Regions from separate parts of the Mus musculus genome. Here regions 1 and 3 are each linked to region 2. Evidence: chromatin contacts called from public ChIA-PET and promoter capture Hi-C data. All regions are on one chromosome and are shown on one strand. Each heading gives the region's core, a stretch centred on a gene start, on an enhancer-like site or on the middle of the called end of the contact. The rest is flanking DNA. Distances are from core to core; before and after follow the strand shown. Region 1 overlaps Dipk1a (divergent protein kinase domain 1A). Region 2 holds the start of Dgkq (diacylglycerol kinase, theta). Region 3 has its middle 21 kb from the start of Mtf2.

Region 1 (3,038 bases), core at 305-2,804, 730 kb after region 2:
TCAAAGCCAGTAGTAAAAGCATCTCAGCCCAGCTTCACTAACATTCTTTTTCCAAAAGTTTTTTAAGGCTGGTGGTCATTGCTCACAATAGGTCTCTAAGTTCTTCTCTAGTGCAATGATAATAATCTGCTCCAGCAGCAATGCCTGAGAGAGATCAAGGATTAGTACTGTGAGTGCCAGAGATACTGCCCAGTGAGGGGCTGGAAGCCCCCTAGAGTTTTCACATAATTCTTAGATTAAGAGGGATGTGAGGGCAGCAAGCAGAGCAGAACTGCACAACAACATGATGTCCTCAGAACCATGCCTCAACTGAGAGACACCGTCCTGGCTGTGCTAACCGGTGAGCCAAATTCTTTCCATGAGTTCTAAAACCATTTATTATTCCTCCTGCGTGATCCTCAGCACTTCAAATTATCAATTGTCTCCCAAGTATTAGTGGTACTTTGTGAGGCTTAGGGATTAGTTCCGGGGACACGTGCTTGCACAGAACCTTGGGTCTGGTCCCCAGCACTCAAAAAATTAGAATGGAGGAAGGACCTGATGGAAGGAAGGAGGGAGGGAGGGAGGGAGGGAGGGAGGGAGGGAGGGAGGGAGGGAGGGAGGGAGGGAGGGAGAAGAGAGGAGAGAGATGGGAGAGACAGAGAGGAGAGAGGAGAGAGGCGTGTGGATGTGATGACTTAGCACCGTCAAACTGGGGACCTGAATTCAACCTCTGGTGCCACATGTTGGTTGTACAGAATTAATTCCCACAAATTGTCCACCACACTTGTCCTGTGGCACTTGAATACACACCTCTCCACACACACATACACACACAGAAAAAAAAAACTTTTGACTTGTGTCACCAATACCATTTTCCCTTTGTTTCATTCTGTTTTGTTTTGAGATGGTCTCACTTTGTAGCCCTGACTGGTCTAGAGCTCAAGAAGGTCAGCCTCTGTGCCCCAAGTGCTGACTTCCAAACTTTCAAACTTCATTTTCTTAGTTTTTCTTGAAATTAAAATGATACCATTTTCTTCTTCCCTTTCCTTTCTCCAGACCACACTCACACACCTCGAATTCATGGCTTCTTTTTCTTAAATTGTACATACATATATAATATATTCCTAAATATACAACTACAACCTACCTGCTCAGTCCGTATAAGGTTCATTTATGTAACTGATTTCAGGGTTGACTGTGTGGTGTTGGGTAACCCTTTGATGTGACTCTGAGAAGGCTGTCTACCCTGCTCATCGTTGCTTAGTTGCCTATAGTTCTACCTCCGGGTTGGGGCACTGATAGCTTCCCACTCTGTGTTAGCATACATTTTGGTTTCCTTGTTGTTCGTTGGTTTTGTCTTGTGTTTCATAAATATTTTCCAATCTTAAGTTTCTCCTTGTCTAGACTTAACCCTTGTGACTTAATTGTTGAAGAAATGGTCTCTTTGTATTGCATGTTTCCCACAGTCTGGAGTTTGCCACAAACTGTCCTTTGCTTCAAGGTTGCCAGTGCTACCGGCTGTCTCCACCATTTCCTGTGAACGGGTGGTTGCAGCTAGAGGTTTGATCCGATCCAGAGCTTCCTTCCTTTTCGGCTGTAGCCAATGGCAGCATTGTTGATCTCTTCTTGCACGGGGACTTTGTGTGTGTGTGTGTCTGCTTGGTGCACAGCATGCTTTGCAGGCTTTAATCTTAGTGGAGGCTCAGAATGCTAGCACGTGTCAGTTTATAGCTGATGATCACACTTCTTAGGTCCAGTAATCTCAAATGATTTTTAGACAGGCCTCTTGGGTCCATTGTGTTGCATGTGATTTAATTTTGTGGTGTGTGTGTGTGTGTGTGTGTGTGTGTGTGTGTGTGTGTGAATTCACTTAGTGCTATATAAAAATGTTTTGCATTAAAAGTGCTTTTACAATTAGTAATAAAACTCAAAGGACTCAGCCGGGCATGGTGGTGCCCGCCTTTCATCCCAGCACTTGGGAGGCAGAGACAGGCGGATTTCTGAGTTCAAGGCCAGCCTGGTCTACAGAGTAAGTTCCAAGACAGCCAGGGCTATACAGAGAAATCCTGTCTCGAAAAAACAAAACAAAACAAAAAACAAAAAACAAAAACAAACAAACAAACAAACAAACAAACAAACCCCTCAAAGGCCTGAATTATTTGTACTGGGATTCACCATCTGTGAAACCCCTTGAGGACAGATGTCTGAACTGCAGATAGAACCATTTCCCTTTGTGCTTGCTGAGTTGGGTGTGTTTTCCCTTTGAGCTTGCTGTCTCCTGCTCGTGCACCATGGCTCTTTAGTCTCTTTCTGCTTTCTCTGCAAGCTCATCCTGCTCACAGTATTCTACTGTTTCCAAGTGTGAGAAACTGGCTTGGGAATATAAAAGCAAAACTAGCTTTTCATTGTGTGTGTGCATCCTTAATTTATTCTGCTCAGTTCTATCTGTAGACCTCAGTTCTACTGTTTATTAAATCGAACCACTGGAACTCTAGATCCAAAAAGTAACTATCAGGCTGTGTTGACCAACCGCCACGTTTGAATATTGAATGGCTTGATCTATGGCTGATGTAGAAAGGCATCAACAGCTGAGATCAGATATCAGAGCAGCGCACACAAAACATTGCAAAGGGGAGCCTGTTGTGTAGCTTTGCCCATTGGCGTGCAAGGAATAATTTTTGCTTTTCTTTCTTTTTGTTTTTCTTTTTGTTGTTGTTTTGCTTTGCTTTTCTTCTTTGAGACAGGATCTTATATAGCCTTGTCTGGCAACTCAGTATAACTAACAATGACCTTGAACCTCTGATTCTCCTACCTCTACCTCCCAAGTGCTGGAATACAGGTTTCTACCAACATACCTGGATAAATCTTATTTTTACAGACTTGTGTACACACACACACACATACACACACACACACACCAGATCAGGCAGGGTTTTCCTATGTAGTACTGGCTATTTGGGACTCAGGGTTAGTGTTAAGAACTTGCTCTGAGCCGGGCATGGTGGCACATGCCTTTAATCCCAACACTTGGGAGGCAGAGACAGGCGAATTTCTGA
Region 2 (3,302 bases), core at 197-2,696:
TGATGTGGCTTAGCCCTTAGCACACATCTTTAATTCCAAACAATGAAGGTAAAGTTAGTTTATAGAAGGAAGCACCCATGTTTGAAAATGATGTCTGATTAAATGGCAAAGTGGTAAATCAGAGAATGATTTGACAGAATAGGACTGCCCACATCTCACAAGAAGAGAGAGGAAAGGAAAGCTATTTAAGAGAGAGCAGGAGAGAGGGGAGAGGAAGAGAGGAAGAGGGGAAGAGCAAGCAAGCAAGCAAACAATTTTACTGGGAGAGTTTTACAGAGAGAACAATTTAGGCATAGGTAAAGACAGAATGAGCCAGAGAATGAGAAGGAGTTAGAAGAGTAGAATAGATTGCTGGAGTTAGTTTGAGGTCAAGCAGGGCAAAAAGTCAGAGGCCGAGAGAGAAGCCATACTGAATCAGTCAGCTTGGAGAGGAATTTGAGCCAGATCAGCAGAGTTGAGCAGCCAGCAAGAGTTCATGAAGCATAAGAAAGGGTGAGCTTATTTGACAGTAAGTCTCAGAGACAAAAAACATTCTAGACCTAGTTTAGATTGTACTAGAAACTTCCAGGACTTGTTAAGAAGACTACTAAGGAAACTGAAGAGATGGCTCAGAGATTAAGAGCATTTGTTTTTTTGTAGAAGACCCTAGATCTATTTCTAGTACCTTCATGGCAGCTCAAAAACATCTGTAACTCCAGTTCCAGGAAATCCAGTTTTCTATTCTGACCTCCTCTGACACCAGGCACAGACAAAATGTAAGCAAATCAATCATACTGATAAAATAAAATAAATATATATTTTTTTAAAAGACAGAGCCTCTCTACATAGCCTCAGTTATCCTAGAACTCACTAGATAGACCAGGATGTCCTCATACACACAGAGCTCTCTCGTCGCTGTTTCCTTCCCTTGATGCACTCTGTGGCTACTGGGAATAGGCTAGAGGCCAGGAACTTTTTGGATCACCATTCCAGTAGTGTTTCCCCAACTCCAAAACAGAGTCGGCCTATAGAAGCAGGGCCCTTGAGGGCTGCTGACAATAGAGGCAGAATGACTCCTAGGTCCAAAGTCATAGGCATTGTCTGGACAACACAAAGCTATGGTTACTGTGGATGGCCTTCCCTTGCATGCAGGTACTCAAAGACCTGGGAACACAGTGGGAGAAAGTTTTGCCATGGTGTGTGTGAGGGTGTGTGTGTGTGTGTGTGTGCGCGCGCGCGCGCGCGCGTAGAATTAGGGGTTAAAGGAGCTTGTGGAAGTCCCACTGAATGTTTCCATATAGCTTCTCCTATGCTTATACGAGCAAAGGCCTCATATATCTAGTATCCTGTGTGGAGAATCTGGCGCTGGAGGTCAGAACAAATCCTCTTGGGCCACCATGCCCCTCTGTCTAGTCCAGAGGCCCCGCCTTTGGCAGGACGGCACCGCCCCTCAGGAGGCCCTCTCCAGTCTGGCCCCGCCCACGTGAGCCTGCGCGTTAGGTAGCGCAGTCGGAAGCCGGGAGCGGGCTCTGCCGAGGGCCCTCTCTACACCGCGGACCTGGCTTTATCGTGCGCTTGGAGCTGGGGCGCTCGGGTTGTGGATGGCGGCGGCAGCCGAGCCCGGTGCCCGGACCTGGCCGGGCAGTGGTTCCCCACGTCTTGGCAGCCCGGCCGGCAGTCCAGTGCTGGGCATCTCGGGCCGCACACGCCCGGGGTCAGGGCCGGAGCGGACTAGCAGAGCTATTGGCTCCGCAGCACCTGGCCACAGCTTTCGCAAGGTGACACTCACCAAGCCTACCTTCTGCCACCTCTGCTCGGACTTCATCTGGGGACTGGCTGGCTTCCTGTGCGATGGTGAGAGTCCACCCCGCGTCCTAAGGCCGCTCCCAGGAGCCGATGCCCTCCTTCCCGGGACACTGCCCTGACCTTTGAGACCTGTCCCTCTTGGCAGTGGGTGGGCACAGAGACAGACTCTGGTTTGAGTAGGACTTTCCTATGGAGGTGACACCCTGCTTTTAAGGTCAGGAAGGAGGGGTACCCTGGGTCTGGCCTCTCTTGACCTGAGATCTCAGGATTTCCTAGTGGGAGGTGGAGACCGAGTCGCCATAGTGCAGTGCTGTTGTTGTAATGCAAAGGCGCTGTAAGAGGCAAGGTGTGTGCTGAGGCAGTTGTTGGGCCTGGGCATAGAGATATGAAGGTAAGACTGAGACTTGGGGCAATGGGGCTCCCACTAGTGACCCGTGTCAGTGACTGGGGCAGCAGGAGTGGCTGGCTGTGGGTCCTGGGCATTCTTGTCCCGAGTGCATGCTGATGCACAGAGGGATTTAATGCTGCTCTGTTCAGGCTCAACTGCTTGGAGAGCTAGGCCCAGCCTTCTTTACAGTTGTGGCATGTCCCAGCACAGCTCCCACCCAGCTGCCAAGCCGGCTGGGCAGGACAGAGGATGGCACCTCTTTCTCAGCTCTCCAGGTAATTCCATGACTGCCCCTCTTTTTATTCTTACTCTTGTGAAGAGGCAGCTTCACAAGAAGCTGAGACCCAAATCTGTGGGGGACATCTGGGCCTTTGACAGTGTCACCTGACCAGGGTCCGAAGGTGGGAGCAATGAACCTGCCCTATTTGGGGAACACTAGTGTGCTCTGGGCAGGATCACTGAGGCCATAGCTCCTCACAGAGGCGTGTCTTCTGCTAGTGAGGATGGCAAGGTTGTCATGGGATCTCAGGGCTAGTAGTGACATAGGAGTGGTCACCTGTTTTTCTCTGTCCTATCTGCCCTCTTAAAATATCAGAGTCCCACTGAGATGGAGGCTGTGAGGTATACACTGACTTAGCTGCATATCTGAAGCTATGCCCCAGGCCGTACAAAGGTGGCCTAGGCAGGATGGTCCTCTGACTCACTTTATGGCTGAAAGTCATAGAAGGCATAGTTTGAAGTCTAAGTCTATTCTGGGAAGGTAAAGGTAGTGGAGGCAAACCCACAGATAGGAGGCTAGACCTAGGATCTCTGCAGAACTGAGAGATAATGAAAGTAGGATTTGAATCCAAGGAACCCCTCACAGATTTGACCCCTGAGCCTAGGTCTGTGGAATCAGGAAACCTAAGCAAACTCCTCATGTATAGCAGCCCAAGGTTCTGTTACCCAGAAGAGGGTGCAGAGCCCCTTCTAAGCAGCGTTGTTGTAGCTGTCCTCACAAGGGTATGGGCAGGAGCCTTCCACCTGCAGGAACATAAGACGGTCTCAGCCTACAGGGAAGGCAGCTGGCAAGACCTTTTGAGGTGGAGAAAATTGAGAGCCTGGGAAGATTCCTGTTAGGTCATTACTT
Region 3 (3,083 bases), core at 355-2,854, 620 kb after region 2:
GGTTGATTGGTTTCTTGTTTTTATGGCACTTGCAGATCGGCAAATTTGGCAGCAAGTACTCTTACCTGCTGAGCCATCTTGCAAGCCCTGCTTTTTATTTTTTAGACCCTTTCTCTTTTGTGATTATAAAATAAACTTTTATTGTCTTTCTGTGTCATAAGTCCTTCTCTGAGAACAGCCTAATCTTTTGATAGCCACTGGGTACAAGTGTAAATTTTATCCCTGTGCAGATGGTTGATACACTAGTGATTACAAAAGGGGTGGGAGCAAGGGAAATATGATCTCAGACCAACTTTTACCACATTGTTCAAGCCCAGAGCAGTCAGCCCACCTGGGATCTTCTATACTGGGACCATTCACTCAGAGATGAGTGACTTAACCTTTGAAATGGATGGAGTAGCCAGCATAGCTGATTTTTTTTAATGTCTGAAATAAATATTTTAAATGTATCTCTAGAATAAACTTCCTAGGGATCATGTTGTATGTTTTCCTACACCTACTTTGCCATTTCCTTTATTTGATTTGTATGAATTCTCAGAACAGCTTCCCCACAAATATTATTAATTCTAACCTAATTCTAATTCTTTTAAATATTTAAAAAATCTCAAGTATGTAATTATTTGTGGGTCTATGTATATGTGTGGCTGTTGTTATGAACAGGTTCTTTCATTTCGCCATTTGGGTCTCAAGAATCAAACTCGAGTTGCCAGGCTAGCTGAAGCACCTTCACTCTCTTGAGCTATTTTATTAGCCCCGGTGAGATATTTATTTCTAAGATGGGGTACTTGGCCTCAACAAGGTGGAAGACATCTTATGTATAAGATTCTTTTGTTTTGTTTTGTTTTGTTTTGTTTTGTTTTGTTTTGTTTTGTTTTGTTTTGTCTTGTCTTGTTTTGTTTTGTTTTTCGAGACAGGGTTTCTCTGTGTAACCCTGGCTGTCCTGGAGCTCACTTTGTAGACCAGGCTGGTCTCAAACTCAGAAATCTGCCTGCCTCTGCCTCCCGAGTGCTGGGATTAAAGGCGTGCGCCACCACCGCCTGACTCACGTATAAGATTCTTAATGAGTAAGAATTAAGCCTAGCTGAGCATATAGTTACTCCTGTAATCCTAGCACTTGGGAGGCGGAGGCAGAGGCAGAAAGAGCAGAATTACAAGGTTATCCTCAGCCACTTTGTGAGCTCCAGGTCAGTCTAGGGTACATGAGACCCTGTATGGAAAAATAAGGAAGGAAGGAAGGGAGGAAGGAAGGAAAGAAAGAAAGAAAACAAAGTAAAGAAAACATCAGAAAAAGTGCCCCCCCACACACACAAATAAGTAAATAAAAATGTTGAGAAGAAAGAAAATGACAGAAAAAAAGTGGATAGGGTTACGGTTTAAAAAAAATGGGATGTGAATAAAGTGTGAATAAACGTGTTTGTACATGTCTCTGGAACATCCCAGAGCCAAATTAGAAAGCTTCTGACCAAGGCTAATAATATTAGCTAACATTTTTAACATTAGTGTAATCAGTGGGGAGAAGGCTCAAACATGCTACAGTGCACATGTGGACAACCCGAGGGGTGGGGTCTCTCATTCTACCACGTGGGTCCCAGGGTCAGTAATTCAGGTCAGCAGTCTTGGTGGTCAGCCACCGCCTTTCCCAGCTGAGCCTTTTCTCTAGCTCCCTGGCTGACACTCACTGCTGCCAACCACTGCGCTAAGAGCTCTACAGTCTGTCAGTGTCACACAGTCACACCTTTACTTTTCTCTGAGAAACCATCAGTTTGTGATAAACTGAAGTTTATGGTTCATGATCACACGTCAGTAATTATGGTTGTCTGAGCACTGAGGTTTCCTGGCTCCAAAATGCAGGCTTTGAAACGCTTTACCATTTGGCCTTTTATGAGAGAATTTCAGCCACTGGAACAGGATGTTTGTAGTGCCCTGGGTTGGAATTATCCCACCTAGACAAGGTGCTCTGGGTTGCTCTCAACCTGCTTTCCCAACTCCTGTCTCTATTTTGTGTTCTCCCATCCATTCCTCTTTCCCAGCCAAGATCTGTGGCTTCTCCTTTTCAGGGTAAGTCCTTTGATCAAACTTGACAATTTGTGGTTAACACCCAAGCTTCACCTCTCTGCTGGAATCCGATACCTTTGGATACTTTTACTCTCCCTCCCCCCACTTCAGTTTGATGATGCCCCAGGTGTAGCCACCAGAAAGCCAGATGTTGGACAACAGTTGGTACTATGAAATTAAGAGTGAATAATTCCCCCTCCCACCCCCCATCCCAGACAGGGTTCTTCTGTGTAGCCCTGGCTATCCTAGAGCTCACTCTGTAGACCAGGCTGGCCTTGAATTCAGAGAACTGCTTGCCTCTGCTTTTCAAGTGCTGGAATTAAAAGCTAAAAGTGTTTTTATTCTCCTTCTCCTCCTCCTCCTCCTCCTCCTCCTCCTCCTCCTCCTCCTCCTCCTCCCCCTCCCCTCCCCTTCCCCCTCCCCCTCCTCCTCCTCTCCCTTCTCCTCCTCTTCTCCCTCCTCCTCCACCCCCGCCTCCTTCTTCACCGAGTCTTACAGTAGCCCAGACTACCTGGAACTACTTACAATAGCCCAGAACTTCCTGTCTCCACCTCCCAAGTTATAGAAATACAGGCATGTGGCACCATTCATGGTTTCAAGTGGTGCTACGGTTTTGTGCTCATTAGAATCAGCACTCTATCAGATAAGCTAGAGCTACAGTACCATGTTTTTAAGTTATTTTATCATGTGTATTCATGTTATTTTAAATTTAACTTTTCCCTTCAGTTTTATTTTATATGTATGGGTATTTTACCTGTACATATGTTTGTGCATCTGTGAACCAGGCTTGTGCAGTGCCTAAGGATGACAGATTCCCCTGGAACTGGATTTAAAAACAGTTGTGAGCCCTTATGTGGTTGCTGGGAATTGAACCTGGGTCCTCTGGAAGAGCAGCCAATGAGTTTAACTACTGCGCCATTGAGCAGTGTCTTCAGCTCCTATGTATGAGTGCTTTCCCCACATGTGTGTTTGTGTGCTACACACGTGCCTGGTGCCCATGGAGACCGAAAGAGAGCATCAGATCTCCT

The links. Promoter capture Hi-C pulls out the DNA fragments that hold promoters and counts their contacts. ChIA-PET counts read pairs in DNA pulled down with a chosen protein or histone mark.
Region 1: a contact with region 2 is called in an RNA polymerase II ChIA-PET map of memory CD8 T cells, with 12 read pairs. The contact joins the enhancer-like site here to the promoter of Dgkq in region 2. A contact is called at or near these places in 14 of 39 promoter capture datasets (the 3T3-L1 cell line, 3T3-L1-derived adipocytes, the C10 cell line and 9 more), 15 of 484 Hi-C or Micro-C datasets (the Ba/F3 cell line, the G1E-ER4 cell line, the N1E-115 cell line and 9 more), 2 of 115 datasets of contacts at active chromatin or transcription factors (astrocytes and memory CD8 T cells) and 2 of 9 other capture datasets (adipose tissue and embryonic stem cells).
Region 3: a contact with region 2 is called in a promoter capture Hi-C map of embryonic stem cells, with 2.9 times the contacts expected there. The contact joins the enhancer-like site here to the promoter of Dgkq in region 2. A contact is called at or near these places in 14 of 39 promoter capture datasets (the 3T3-L1 cell line, the C10 cell line, the HPC-7 cell line and 10 more), 3 of 15 datasets of contacts at CTCF or cohesin (embryonic stem cells, large pre-B cells and pro-B cells), 24 of 484 Hi-C or Micro-C datasets (B cells, the Ba/F3 cell line, the G1E-ER4 cell line and 14 more), 7 of 115 datasets of contacts at active chromatin or transcription factors (T-cell acute lymphoblastic leukemia, astrocytes, cardiomyocytes and 2 more) and 3 of 9 other capture datasets (adipose tissue, embryonic stem cells and liver).

What each region holds. Positions count from the first base shown.
Region 1 is chr5:107,925,252-107,928,289 of GRCm38.p6, reverse strand. The region is part of intron 1 of Dipk1a (divergent protein kinase domain 1A); the gene reads left to right. Among named protein-coding and RNA genes, the nearest start is that of Gm26387, 19 kb to the right of the region's middle. Within about 2 kb of position 1,554, at least 78 of the 459 cell types and tissues checked have an H3K27ac peak or open chromatin away from gene starts, as enhancers often do. A contact at or near this core is called in the HPC-7 cell line, memory CD8 T cells and pre-B cells, where this site is marked.
Region 2 is chr5:108,658,974-108,662,275 of GRCm38.p6, reverse strand. It overlaps Dgkq (diacylglycerol kinase, theta), which reads left to right and starts at 1,446. Exons shown (of 23, transcript NM_199011.2): 1 at 1,446-1,833. The coding sequence starts at 1,581. Idua (iduronidase, alpha-L) reads right to left here and starts at 1,945. Exons shown (of 15, transcript NM_008325.4): 1 at 1,778-1,945.
Region 3 is chr5:108,043,167-108,046,249 of GRCm38.p6, reverse strand. No RefSeq gene overlaps it. Among named protein-coding and RNA genes, the nearest start is that of Mtf2, 21 kb to the left of the region's middle. Within about 2 kb of position 1,604, at least 20 of the 459 cell types and tissues checked have an H3K27ac peak or open chromatin away from gene starts, as enhancers often do. A contact at or near this core is called in the P5424 cell line, T-cell acute lymphoblastic leukemia and embryonic stem cells, where this site is marked.